Linked DNA regions of Mus musculus: regions 2 and 3 are each linked to region 1. A link is a contact called in public promoter capture Hi-C data. All regions are on one chromosome and are shown on one strand. Each heading gives the region's core, a stretch centred on a gene start, on an enhancer-like site or on the middle of the called end of the contact. The rest is flanking DNA. Distances are from core to core; before and after follow the strand shown. Region 1 holds the start of Zfp949 (zinc finger protein 949). Region 2 holds the start of Nt5e (5' nucleotidase, ecto). Region 3 holds the start of Bcl2a1d (B cell leukemia/lymphoma 2 related protein A1d).

Region 1 (4,354 bases), core at 756-3,255:
CCTGGCTATAAAAGGATTTTTATAGGTTATACAAAATTCAAATTATTATTTCTGTTTGTGATTTATTCAAGAGCTTCTTTAGCTTAGAGTTCAATTTCCTGCAGAGCACGGTGGTACACACCTTTAACCCAACACTCAGGAGGCAGAGGTTGGCAGATTTCTGTGAGGTAAAACCAGTTTGATACATGCAATGAGTTCTAGGATATCCAGGGCTATATAGAGAAACCCTGTCTCAGGCAAAAAGATAAAAATAAAACTTAATTACCATTTTATTAACACCATATTCAGGGCTACAGTCATCTCAAGCTCCACTTGAGCCGGATCTTAGTTTCCAAGACTATTCCCATGGCGCCCTCTACAGCCCAATCTGCAAAATGGCATTTGGCTTCCTTCAGGCCAAATGATAAAGAGGAAGAAAGAATGCACAAATAGAGGCTACAGGTACAGTTTCTGTATAAGACAGTCCTCCAAATGACACTTCATTATTTTATTTGTTAGGAGTAAGTTATTCAGAGCCAGGCCTGGTGGTGCATACCTTTAATCTCAGCACTTGGAATGTAGAAGACAAGCAGATTCCTGTAGGTTTGAAGCCTTTATGTCTTTCACTCTACAAATAGAAACATTTTCACGGAACTTTATTGAGATTATAGTGATATTTAGTTTATGTTGAAAAATTCATCTTAATAATGTGTAATGTATCAACTCTGGGCAGGGATTGTTTAAATTTATTTAGATTTTGTTTGACTCCTGAGTATGTCTCCCCCCCCCCCCCCCTTTTTTTTTTGAGACAGATTTTACTGTGTCGTTCTGGCTGTCCTGGAATTCACTATTCTGTTGACCAGGCTGGCCTCAAACGCTTTTTTTTTTTTCCTGACTCTGGAGTGCTGGGATTAAAGGCATGCGCCACCACATTCAGTTTGAATTTGTTCATTTTTGAAGATTTAAAAAAATTATCTCGCCAGGCAGTGGGGGCGCACGCCTTTAATCCCAGCACTCGAGAGGCAGAGGCAGGCGGATTTCTGAGTTTGAGGCCAGCCTGGTCTACAGAGTGAGTTCCAGGACAGCCAGGACTACACAGAGAAATCCCGACTCAAAAAAACAAAACAAAACACATTTCAATTTTAGTAAGTGATTTTTTTCATTTCAAATTCAAATTATTTCTAAGCATTATTGGCAACACACAACATAACTTTTGTCTCTTGTCAATTCATATAGTTTGTGGTTTCTTCCTATTACAATGGAAGTCCAACATGTTGGTTCGATTTCAAAATGAACTTGAAAATTACTGTGTGCTGTACCAGAATGCTCAATTTGACGATACACTAGTGATGTAAATGGTTCATAGGATTTAAGAAACACGAAGCGTTCAGCTTCCTGCAGTGCTCTGTACAGCCAGAAGAGAGCCCCAGACCTTAGTAGGCTCTGAGACCTTAGCATAGCTGACTCCTGGACAAAAATACTATTCAGGCTGTAAAACTCAGCATGTAGACAGCGCCATCTGCCAAAACTATAACAAAAACCTAATCCATCAAAGTCCATAGTTACGGGAAAGTCTCTAAATGTACTAACCTTGCCTTCTGGCTTCTGAAGTTCTGCGTCTGGCTAATTGTTCTGAACTGAAATATATCAATCTGGGACATGGATTTTGTGGGGCTTCTCTGATCTCCTGAACATCAAGGGTAGTTGCAGTCTGGATAATAAGACTTTTTATTGGCTTAAACCCATGTTTAGTAGTCTTCTCTGGTGACTACCCTACAAAAGATATCACACCGATTTTCTAAGGCTCCACGTCTCCCACAGAGATATTTGGTCTGATTCTAGGATGAACACACTGAAGCTTCCTTCTCAGGTTCTATACTACTTTGGGATACTTGGGGTTCACATGAGAGAAAGGTGAAGGAATTTCATATCGCGATTATCAGATAGGTACTTGATCTGAATCTTGGTAATTCGATAGTGGACCCGGTGGAAAAATGTCCTTCTATACTTACCATAGTTTCCCAGAGGCTCATGGGTAATGTAGTCCCTAACATACAAGGCCCTCCCACACAGGAGCAGGTAAACAGCTCTGACATTTGGCTGGTAGGCATCTCTGTGTCCTGCGCTCTCTTGGCAGCTACCGCATAGAAAGTCGCATCCAGGCTCTGTGCTGACGCCTTTGCTCAGGCTGTGCGTTTCTTGCAGGGTTTCTGAAGGCGGGTGGGAAAGACGAAAAGAGGAGAGTGGTCTCGGAACCTTCGGGAAGCGGGACCCGTGCCTTCTACTTCAGTGGAAACAGAAACATAGGTGGGTCTTGGAGGAGGGACTGAGTCGCAGTTCGAGGGCGGACCGCAGCGGCTCAGGGGAAGGTGACTGTGAGACCCATCGTTCCCAGTCGGAACAGTCGGCCTGAACAGGGCTTTAATGGTTGCTTTATCCGAAGACTGCGCTAGGAGTATTTGGATCTGTGATTCCATCAGTCCAAAAGGGCCAACACGGACGCTCTGCCAAGGAGGTGAGAGCCCAAGATGGCGACTTGGGGGTGAGGGCGGTTCATGTCTGTGGATTGTCAGGGCCGGGAAGCCTCCTGTGTGAGCTCACATTCCAGTAAAGAATCTTGCTACCTGCTTGGCATCCATTTTTTGGGAGAGTTGGGGTGGAGAAAGATCGTTAATCTGAGACCGGATTACAAAACTGGGAATTTTCACACGACCCAGAAATCCCAAACTGCGAGCCTGGGAAAATTGTAAGTTGATACCACGGTGCTGGAGCCGGAAGGGGGAGGTCTGTGACCCACACATCTGTAAGAAAGAGGGTGGTTTTTATCCCAATGAATTGGCCTGAAATTCCTAGAGAAATTCTCCCGTAGTGACTGTACCCTTATGTGTATTGGCAATTGTATTCGTCAGTTTTCCTGTCTTTATGAAGTGATGTTTTTGGCACTTGAGGTTTGAGCTCTTAGAACAGTGGTTCTCCACATGTGGATTCTCAACCTGAAAGGGTTGGGGGTGGGTGGGTAGTGTCAAACGGCCCTTTCACAGGGGTTGACTATCACATAGATATCCTGCATATCAGAAGTTTACATTAGGATTCATAACATTGAGCAAAATTACTAATAATCTAATAATCATTAAAAATAATGTTATGGCTGAGGGTCACCACAGCATGAGGAACTGTAGTAAAGAGTTGCAGCATTAGGAAGGTTGAGAAACACTGTCTGAGGCTTTGTTTAGTTTCTGAAAATGTCTAGTACCAGAGATAAGAGGTTATCTCAGAAGATTCTAGTATTGTTATAGGAACATTTTCCTGGGAACAAAGTGGGGAGGTTTCATGTTCTGAAGAGGGTGTGCAACTGTAGCAATCCCATCCCCCTAGTGAGGAGGAAGACCATTAATAACAGACCAGGAGGCCCTGGGTCCTGGTAGGGAATTTACACCTGGTCCAAGCCTTTGACTGCTTCACTGAACTCCATAGAACGGCAGGCCCCTGTGATACAGGCTCCTTTGACGATCCCCGTACTGGGATCAACTGGGTCTGCCTACATTTTCATGGTAGAGATTGCATTATTGCAAGTTACCTACCGATACATCATCATATGCTAACCTTTCAGAACAGGACAGGAGCCAGTCTGGACTATCAGGTTTACCTTAGTGCTCACTCCATGTTGGTGGCCAGCACAGGGAAGGTCTGCTGGGCTATGAGTGAATGCATTTGCCCTTTAGACTAGAACACTGTATTGAGTATACTGCAATAGAGAAACAGGCTGGGAAGCACCAGTGTGCCACATGGCTCAATAGGCTAATGAGCTGTGGGGGAGGGCAGAGACAGGATATAATTGTTCCGTTAGACGGAGGTTTTTTTTTTTTTTTCCTTAAGTTTTAATTTATTCTCATATATTACACCCCAGTGGTAGATTCCTCTCCCTCCTCTTCTCCCAACCCTACCCACTCCCTTCCATTCCTCCTCCATTTCCCTTCAGAGGAGGACTGGCCTCCTAGAGATACCAACCAAACATGGCATATCAAGTTGCAATAAGACTAGGCACCTCTCTTATTAAGGCTGGGCAAGGCAACCCAGTAAGAGGAAAAGGGTTTCCAAAGCCGGCAAAAGTGTTAGAGCCAGCCCCCAAGCTCACTGTTAGGAGTCCCACAAGAAGACCAAGCTACAAATCCATAAAATAAGTGCTGAGTGGCCCGGCATGGTGGCGCACACCTTTAATTCCAGCAGTCGGGAGGCAGAGGCAGCTAGATTTCTGAGTTCGAGGCCAGCCTGGTCAACAAAGTGAGTTCCAGGACAGCCAGGGATACACAGAGAAACCCTGTCTCCAAAAAACCAAAAAAAAAAAAAAAAGTGCTCAGTGCCCAGGTCAGACCCA
Region 2 (4,354 bases), core at 607-3,106, 220 kb before region 1:
CCCAGTTGGTTTGACATGCTGACCATCTTTCAAACCAACTGGGAAACACACATAGAAACTACAGTGAGATATCACATGTGCCATAAGGTGACTATCATTTAAGACAAAAAAAAAATAGAGTTGGTGAAGATGTACAGAGACTTTTCGTTGCATGTGAGAACAAGCAACATAGCAGGTCCTTACTTCACCTCCCAACTAAACTATTTCATCAGCCGTGAACCCTGGTCTGATTCTGGTTTCATACCTTATGAATAAGCTGCTATGAATGTGAGCATTCAAATACACACCTAGTGTGAAGTGTTGGCTTTTGAAAGAAAGGAAATGCTGACACACTGAGTCTTGAAGGCATTGCACCAAGTAAAACAAATTCCGTCAGAAAAGAACAACTATGAGGTCCTTAGAATGATCAAATCTATACAAACTGGTAATGCAATGTTGACTGCCAGAGGCTGGAAAGGAAGGAAATGGAGAGGTGGTTTTGGTTAGTTGGTAGTTTAGTTTGTTTGTGTTGTTGTTGTTGCTGCTGCTGTTGTTGAGGCAGGCTTCACTAACTCACTACATGACCAGACTGTTTTCCTGCCGGGACTCCCAAGAACTGTAATTATAGGTGATTGCCACCGTGTTGTGTGGGAGTCACTGTTTAATGAGTTTACAATGCAATCTTGGAAAGATAAAAATGTTCTGGGAAATGAATGATGGCAAATATCTGTAAACTTAGGACAGTACGCGGTAATGCACATCCTGTATATATGATGTATATTTTATTGCAATTGAAAAGCAACTTGGTTGTGGGTGAGATAGGGCCTCACTATGTACCCCATACTTTCAACTCTCAACTCAGTCTCCTGAGTGCTAGGATTACAGGTATGCCCCAATGTAGTGTGTGTGTGTGTGTGTGTGTGTGTGTGTGTGTGTGTGTAACAATGCAGACCTGGTGCATTCTGGAATTGTGTGGGCATTAGATAACTTCTATAATGACCAGAACACACGGGAACCTCACCAATACTCTTTCCTTTCTCAGAACTACTAGCGTGTTGACTATACTTCATTCAAACACAGGGGTTAATCCATTAGACAGGGAATTTGTGCTGTGGCGATTTATATTTAATGATTTGTTCATAACAAATATGGATCCCCACTATTACTGCTAAAAGCTTTACACAAACACACACACACACACACACACACACAAACACACACACACACAAACACACACACACCACAAAAGGTAAGGGAGGAGCGCCCCAGAGTAGCTGTCAGGTTTACCCGCTAGGATCCGCCTTAGCTTTCAGAGCTGGCCCTATGCCACCGCTGAGGGTCCCAAAGATTGCTTTGCTCCTGAGATTCCAGCTCGAATACGTGGAGCGGTTGCGTCCTCAAACCTAAGTAGCGTCTCGGCCGGTGTGTCCCGGTCCCACCGAAGCAACCTTCCAGCGCACCTCTCAGGCGGGCTCTGGACCCCTCTCACTCCCACGTTTGTCTTCCTTTCCTTCCCCCCCCCACCCCCCCCGCCCCAGCCCCTTCTTTTTCGGCGACCGAGCCACCGAGCAACACAAGCCGCTGTACACTCTTCTGGAGAAATCGGTGTAATAGAGAGTGAGGATCCGGAACGCTGCCCCTGCAGTTGTCACCGCCGCCCGCCCGGGGACTGCGGCACCCAGCCTCTCGGACCTGCTCGCTCACCAGGCGAACAACCTCCTCTCTGTTCCCTGCGGGCTGCGTGTGCTGGGCCAGAGGCTCCCGGGTGCCTCGGGTGCCAGGGTCGCATCGGGTGACTCGGGGAGTGTGTCTGCAAGCGGGAGGGCCTGGGGCTGGAAGAGGCGGGTCTGTCCCCGCCCCGCCCTCCTCTACTCCGCAGTTTAGTAGAGGCCCCGGTGGCCGGTGCTCACTGGGCTCAGGGCCAGTCCACCCGCTCAACGCGCTCTAGCCAGCCATGCGTCCCGCGGCCGCTAAGGTACCCAAGTGGCTGCTTCTCGCACTGAGCGCTCTACTACCACAGTGGCCCGCAGCCAGTGCCTGGGAGCTCACGATCCTGCACACAAACGACGTGCACAGCCGGCTAGAGCAGACCAGCGATGACTCCACCAAGTGCCTCAACGCCAGCCTGTGTGTGGGCGGCGTGGCCCGGCTCTTTACCAAGGTGCAGCAGATCCGCAAGGAAGAACCCAACGTGCTGTTTTTGGATGCCGGAGACCAGTACCAGGGCACCATCTGGTTCACCGTTTACAAAGGCCTTGAAGTGGCACACTTCATGAACATCCTGGGCTACGATGCTATGGTAAGGAGAAAGTTCCCGGGGTAGGAGTCCCAGACCCAGAGAGAGAAAGGCTGGAGAACTCGCTAGTGGTCTGATAGTGCTCAGAGATGTACAGGTGGAACTCGACCCAGGCCACCTAAGGATTCATTCACTAAGTGAGGGCGTCTCTTAGATTATTTTCTTAAACTGATGTTATTGGGGTCCCGTAGCGAACTGAGACAATTAGAAGAGGGACCCTACTGCCTACAGGTGCTTCAGCTCGAGCACTGAAAATTATCAAGGGCTGGAGACCCATCCCAGTCTCCTCCACCTCTCCCATCTGCTCTGTCTTCCAAACAATTCTTCATCCTTACTTTACTGAAAGGAAATCGGGTCAAAAATTATTCAGGTCACCAGCCCCCAAGGAGGAAAACACATCCGATTGGCTCTGAAGTCCGAGCACAATGAGCTCACCTCCTTAGGTCGATTTACAGGTCAGTTACTTTTCTGTGACCTTATACTAGTTATTTATTAGACCTCGGTGGCCAAATCTGCTATGAAATGCGAAGAAGAATGTTGACCTCAAAGCACTGTTGTGCACATAATATAATAATATAATCTCTGTAACTGTTAGTTCTTGTTGCTCCCAGGCACTGCCTCAAAAGAGCAAGTTAAAAAAAAAAAAGTCAGAGAGAACCCAAACGCGGAAAAGCTGGGATTTCAGGGGCTCAATAAAAACCGATTGGCTGTAGAGATTCCGAAAGAGCCTAACTGGAGAGATAAGGGGGCTGGGGATGCAGCTCCATTGTTAGAGTACTTTCTTAGAATTCCAAAGGCCCTGGATTTGATCCCTGGCATCGCCCAAACTAGGCTTGCAGGGCAATCCTGGTAAAGGTTGAAAGATCCAAAGTTCAGAGTCATCCTTGGTTACAAAAGAGAGGCCAGCCTAGCATGAGAGAGAGAGAGAGAGAGAGAGAGAGAGAGAGAGAGAGAGAGAGAGAGAGAGAGAGAGATTAGTCCTCACTTCCCAACACTCTGTTGGAGGTGATGCCTTGCTTGTTGAGAAGGGATAAAGAATAATCAAATAAAACATAACTGAGATGTAACTGAGACGTAAAAATTAATTGAGCCACCACTCACATTCAACCCAGTGTGGATGCCTCCGGTAAAAGATTCTGCCCTGTTCTGGGGAAAAAATCAGAGACAACAACAACAATCATAAGGGCTTAGCAAGAGAAATAGCAGGGCGAGTTCTCAGAACTCTGTGAAACCAGAGGGTGTGGGAGGGAAAGTAAGGTGCAGACAGCAGACTACCCACTGTGTACAGGAACAGCTCAGAGGTCAGAGAAGGGTGAGAGCTCCCTTCCTACTGAATATTGGCTTAGAGACTCTCAATGCAAGAACGGCTCTAACAGTCCTTAAGCCTACAGAGTTGTCTGGGGAGGGCCATCATGCTCAGCAGCAGCTTGGCAAAAGAAATTCCGACCTCAAGAACTCTGCAGTCTCTCAGCTTTCTTTTTCCACAGCTAGACCTACTCGAAGCTTTGCAAGTGGTAACGGCAATACAAACATTTACATATTCGGATTGTTAACTAGCTCACGTCTCTACTTCCTCTCAGAAGGGTGGATAAACAACGTCTGGGTTTGCTTTGATTTCACATATAAGCCACAACTTTACAGCATTTTCTTTTTCGAACACTCTTTTTCTTCTCATGTGGGTAAATATTCCTTAGTAAAAATGCGTCCCTCTTTAAGACAGGATGGGGCCACAACAATGTACTACAAGTTGGAACCCATCACCCTTGAATGTTTAGAATACTTTTTGTGGGATGGAATTGCTTTCTTACAAATGTCTATCCAAGTCATTGAAGTGGGGCCTGAGGAAAAATAAGCTACACTGGCCGGTGTCAAGAGTGGGAGGAGAGGGGATAACAGAATCTATAGCTCCACTTTTCAGAGAGGTCTTTAGAACATATGGGTGGGGTGAGTCGTGGGTGGGGTTCAATACACATGATTTGGCCTTCGTGGACCATAGCTTTCACGGCTGTAGCATTTGGTTCCGCTCTGCAGCCTTTGTATCTCACAGAGGTTTACACTGTTGTGTTGCTTGTATTTTAC
Region 3 (4,354 bases), core at 530-3,029, 180 kb after region 1:
AAGGTCTGGAAATAACTCAAATAAATATATGCCAGCTGGAAGAGGCCAAGTCTCCAACAACATGTATATACAACAAAACAGACTAAGAACTCGGTGTGGGACTAGAGATCTTGTTCACACAATACAGGGACTCCACGATTGATGTACTTCCTCAGACCATAAAATAGTCTTTAAAATGTTATTTTAAGTGTACTGGGTTGACGAAAGCAGTTACAGAATAAATCTATGTACTATTTGGGTGGGTGAGATGAATGAGTCCTTCATGTGACCAGAGGTGGCCTTCTACTGATTTACTATGTAGTTGAAGATAACCTTGAAGTTTTGGTCCGTTTATCTTTCTTTCCATGGTTCCGTAATTGGCACTTCTGTGTATAGCCCGGATACCAATTTGTAAAATATTCCCCAGAAAGACTAACCATGAGGCTAAGGATACAGTACACTGATAAAGCATATGTTCAGACCACATTAGGCTCTAGATTTGACCCCTAGTGACTTTGTAGGGGAGTCTGGTTAGCTACACATGATAGTGTGCTAAGAAAATGGAAAATAGTGTGTAAGTAATGTATGTATAAAAGCATACACATAGTTGACTATTACAACACAGTGAAGTACATATGACAGTATTTAATACCAGCTCTTTCTGTACTAGTTCTAGATTGTCATGAGAAACCCTAGCAAGAGGCAGGCACTTGGGGATCTGCACTTCTGATATTGAAGATATTGTTTTAAAAAATATGGTGCTGATCTCAAGCCCAGACCTCACAGCTAGAATTAAAGCTGGAAACACAAATGTTCTCCAACTATAAAAAGACGGGGGTGGGGAGTGGGCTGGAGAGATGGCTCAGCAGTTTAGAGCACAGACTGCTCTTTCAGAGGTCCTGAGTTCAAATCCCAGCAACCACATGGTGGTTCACAATCATCTGTAATGGAATCTCATACCCTCTTCAGATGTGTCTGAAGACAGTGACAGTGTACTCACATACATAAAACAAATGTATAAATCTTATTTTAAAAAGCCTTAAAAAAACATTTCAAGTAGAGGCCATTGGAAAGGACCCAGGGGATTTTTGTTTTGTTTAATTTTAACTCAGAGTATCTAAAAACAAGGCATACAAACAGACTGAAGTCCTTTGATTGTTACTTTCTTGTTTGTTTTAATTAGTAAGGAAACTCTTCATTCCTATTCTTCACTAGAAAAAAAAATATATATATATAGTCATCACACATACCCAACCTCCATTCCGCCGTATCCATTCTCCTGTGTTATTCATTATGAATTCTGCCACAAAACTGGAAACTTGTTTGTAAGCACCTACATCCAGGGCAATCTGCTCTTGTGGAAGTTTTTTGAGGAGAACACCCCCAAAGGCAAATATAGTCACAATCCTTCCCCAGTTAATGATGCCATCTTCAAACTCTTTTTCCATCACTTGGTTGAATATTATTCTGGCGGTATCTATGGATTCCACGTGAAAGTCATCCAAGTATGACTTCAGATTCTTTTCAACTTCCTTCTGAACGGAGAAAGCAACTCTTTGTAGCACTCTGCATGCTTGGCTTGGAGCCGACTCAAAGGCGGGTACCTGTAGCACATACTGAAGGTAGTGCTCAGCCAGGGAGTGGATATACATGAACTCGTACTCAGACATCTTCCCTGGCAGAGCTGACTGCTGCTGCCCACCTAGAGGCCAAGGAGGCAAAGACTGCAAAGATAGGTCTTGTCAGGGGAGGAACCCTAATCATATCTGGAGGCTGTTGGAATTTCTGTTTGCATCATGTCACAGCGTCCTTCCTTCTCGTCACTTATGTGCGTGGGCGGTCTGTGAAAGCCAAAGTTCAGACTCTGAAGGAGGAAAATGTTTCAGAGCAACACACCACTTCCTCTTCTGATTCAGTTTAAAAGTCAAAAATGAGAGGATGTGGAGAAACAAGATCCCTCTAAGTAGGTGGGAACTAGAGGCTCTTCAAAGTCACTCTGGCAGTAGTACACTTGAGAGGTATATAGACCAGGTTGAGAGGAGACAAAGTTAGCTCTTTTCGTCAATTTAGAATTTCTGATAGAAAACGATCCGGCTATAAACTCAGTACATATTTCATTTTAAGTATTCGTTTACTTTTTTCTTTGGACTTGCCTGAGAGTATGTATATGTATCACGTGCCTGGAAACCCACAGAACCGAGAAGAGGGTGTCAGATCCCTTAGAACATGAGTAAGAGGCAGCCTGGTATAAGCGCTGAGACGAAACCTGGGATCCCCTGAAACAGCAGCAAGTGTTCTTAATTCCTGAGTCACTCACCTCTCTAGTCCTTAAAACATTTTCTTATATCACATACATTATCCATTATCTGGGTTAGAAATCATGGGAGAAATTAGGAGTACTGACATAAGAGTCATAGTGCCTTGTTGCAGTTGTAGACAAATCCTTCTTCCTGTTTATTGTGGCTTTGGCTTGAACTTGAAAAAGGAAGCCATCGAGACTGACTTTAGAGGCGTGGGGTGAAGCTAAAGGAGATGACCTAAATACTGCTCCTGCTACTGTGTCTGTGAGATGTAGGTGCTTCATGATGCTCTCTTCATTCTGTCATGAATGAATGAGGATTTGACTTCTCACTTACCCCCGGACCTAGTGAGTACAGAACTTCCAGAGTCCACAATTTGAAGTTAAGAGAAAATATATCATTTTGTTGAGCTTTGATAAGCAACTCTGAGAGCTTAGTGGAGATTGTGAATCAGTGGTTAAGGCAACATTGAAACTTTGAATTGCATCTTAAGTCCCCTCACCTAAGTATGTAGCAGTGAAAGCAGCTGCTGAATGCATGGAGATGAGGAGCTATGCTTGCCTGAAGAGTCAGTGGTGGAGAAATAGAAACAATTCACATCCTTAGAAATATCAACTGAAAAAAAAATCAATAAATATTGATATGTCCACCTGGAAAAAAAAAAAAAGAAATATCAACTGTTTCCTCCTCCCGTTTTCCTCCTTCATACATGCAACGACTTCGATTCTTTGCATCAGCATCTTATGAGCAACGGCAAACACAGAAGAGAAATTCATTTACAACTTGTATTTATGAACCATTACTATAAAGATGAGAAGGGAGGGAGAGAGGCTGCTCAGAGTGCAGGGAAATAGAAACTTGTGGTAGATGTGGAAACACACAACAGTCATTGATTCAAAGCTAGCTGACCTGTCTTAAACCTACCACCAACTGCATTAGAGGCCACAGGCCCCACTGCCTGTTTCCATTCAGTGATAGCAAGGCAGGACTCTGAAGCCACACTCCATACAAGCCAATGTCCTCAGAAAGAAACCGGTTATACAACTTTATGCAACATGTAGATTATATTAACCTGCTTTTTGAGTACTCTCCAACCCCACTACACCCTACTTCTCTTCCTCACAAGGGTCTGTCCTGAGTTACTCTCTTGCAGCTTGCCAGTTTCTTCTGGCTCCCTCCCTCCTGCCCTCCCCTTGGCTCTTCTTCTCATATCTACTTAACACAGAATTTTCTTTTTGGAGTATCCATACAGAACAGACAGCTCATGGTTCTAGAGCCACCGCAGTTCTCTAATATCTTACCGTGCAAAAGTCCTCTATGACTATTTCTGTTAGCTCAAAGATCACAAGGCCAGAACTCCTTTCTGGCCTCTAATGGTATTTGAGCATCCTAGGAGCCACCACAATGATAGGAAGATGGTTTTCCCCATCTCACAGTCCTGTGATGCTCAGAGTTACTGACAAAGTAATCAAAGAATGTGGCTTAAGAATTTCAATAGTCTTCTGTGGTCAGGGGTGCCTTTTCCATATCTTCTTCACGCTCCACCTATTGCCTTAAGTCTGGACCCAGGAGAGGCAAATAGCTGGTCTTTGTTGAATAGTTGAAATACACTAAAGTGAAAACTAGGTCCAACTATATCTTGATTTTATATTTCTGAAATATTTGTCCAAGAAGGAGCTACCTTTAATTAAAAAAATACCTTGGCCTTACTTTGTTTATTTTGGAGAGTTTACAAATAATTCTATTTTAAAGATAGATGAAAGAGAAAAAGAAAAATACCACATACATACCATTGAAAAAATTATATATCAATAAAGCACAAAAGGTCTGGGACAGAATAGTACCCAGAGGGCAATGTGGACAAGAAGCAAGAAGCTGATCAGAAAATGTGTCTGAAGACATGGAAAATATCCCCCACTATGACTGCAGGCAGTGGCCATGAATCTTCATTTCTGGATAAATTGATATGTAGAATTTTGTATAAAATAGAATCTCTTATCAATACACTCTGAGCAGGTCCACCATAATATGTGGGAACTGAAAATCATGTTTATTATATCACTTTATAATTGCAC

Evidence for each region. Capture Hi-C pulls out chosen DNA fragments and counts their contacts.
Region 2: a contact with region 1 is called in a promoter capture Hi-C map of liver. The contact joins the promoter of Nt5e here to the promoter of Zfp949 in region 1. A contact is called at or near these places in 6 of 39 promoter capture datasets (cranial neural crest, hippocampal neurons, liver and 2 more), 1 of 15 datasets of contacts at CTCF or cohesin (large pre-B cells), 6 of 484 Hi-C or Micro-C datasets (Sertoli cells, cardiomyocytes, embryonic stem cells and 2 more), 5 of 115 datasets of contacts at active chromatin or transcription factors (effector CD8 T cells, embryonic stem cells, pancreatic cancer cells and 1 more) and 3 of 9 other capture datasets (adipose tissue, embryonic stem cells and liver).
Region 3: a promoter capture Hi-C map of liver shows a contact between it and region 1. The contact joins the promoter of Bcl2a1d here to the promoter of Zfp949 in region 1. A contact is called at or near these places in 1 of 39 promoter capture datasets (liver), 3 of 484 Hi-C or Micro-C datasets (B cells, bone marrow-derived macrophages and uterus), 4 of 115 datasets of contacts at active chromatin or transcription factors (the 230-238 cell line, CD8 T cells, bone marrow-derived macrophages and 1 more) and 3 of 9 other capture datasets (adipose tissue, liver and pancreatic islet).

What each region holds. Positions count from the first base shown.
Region 1 is chr9:88,546,015-88,550,368 of GRCm38.p6, forward strand. Zfp949 (zinc finger protein 949) reads left to right here and starts at 2,006. Exons shown (of 6, transcript NM_001142943.1): 1 at 2,006-2,494.
Region 2 is chr9:88,325,753-88,330,106 of GRCm38.p6, forward strand. Nt5e (5' nucleotidase, ecto) reads left to right here and starts at 1,857. Exons shown (of 9, transcript NM_011851.4): 1 at 1,857-2,278. The coding sequence starts at 1,934. Gm51281 (predicted gene, 51281) reads right to left here and starts at 50; the gene lies at 1-50.
Region 3 is chr9:88,730,071-88,734,424 of GRCm38.p6, forward strand. It overlaps Bcl2a1d (B cell leukemia/lymphoma 2 related protein A1d), which reads right to left and starts at 1,780. Exons shown (of 2, transcript NM_007536.2): 1 at 1,230-1,780. The coding sequence starts at 1,649. It also overlaps a transcript of Gm10634 not described here.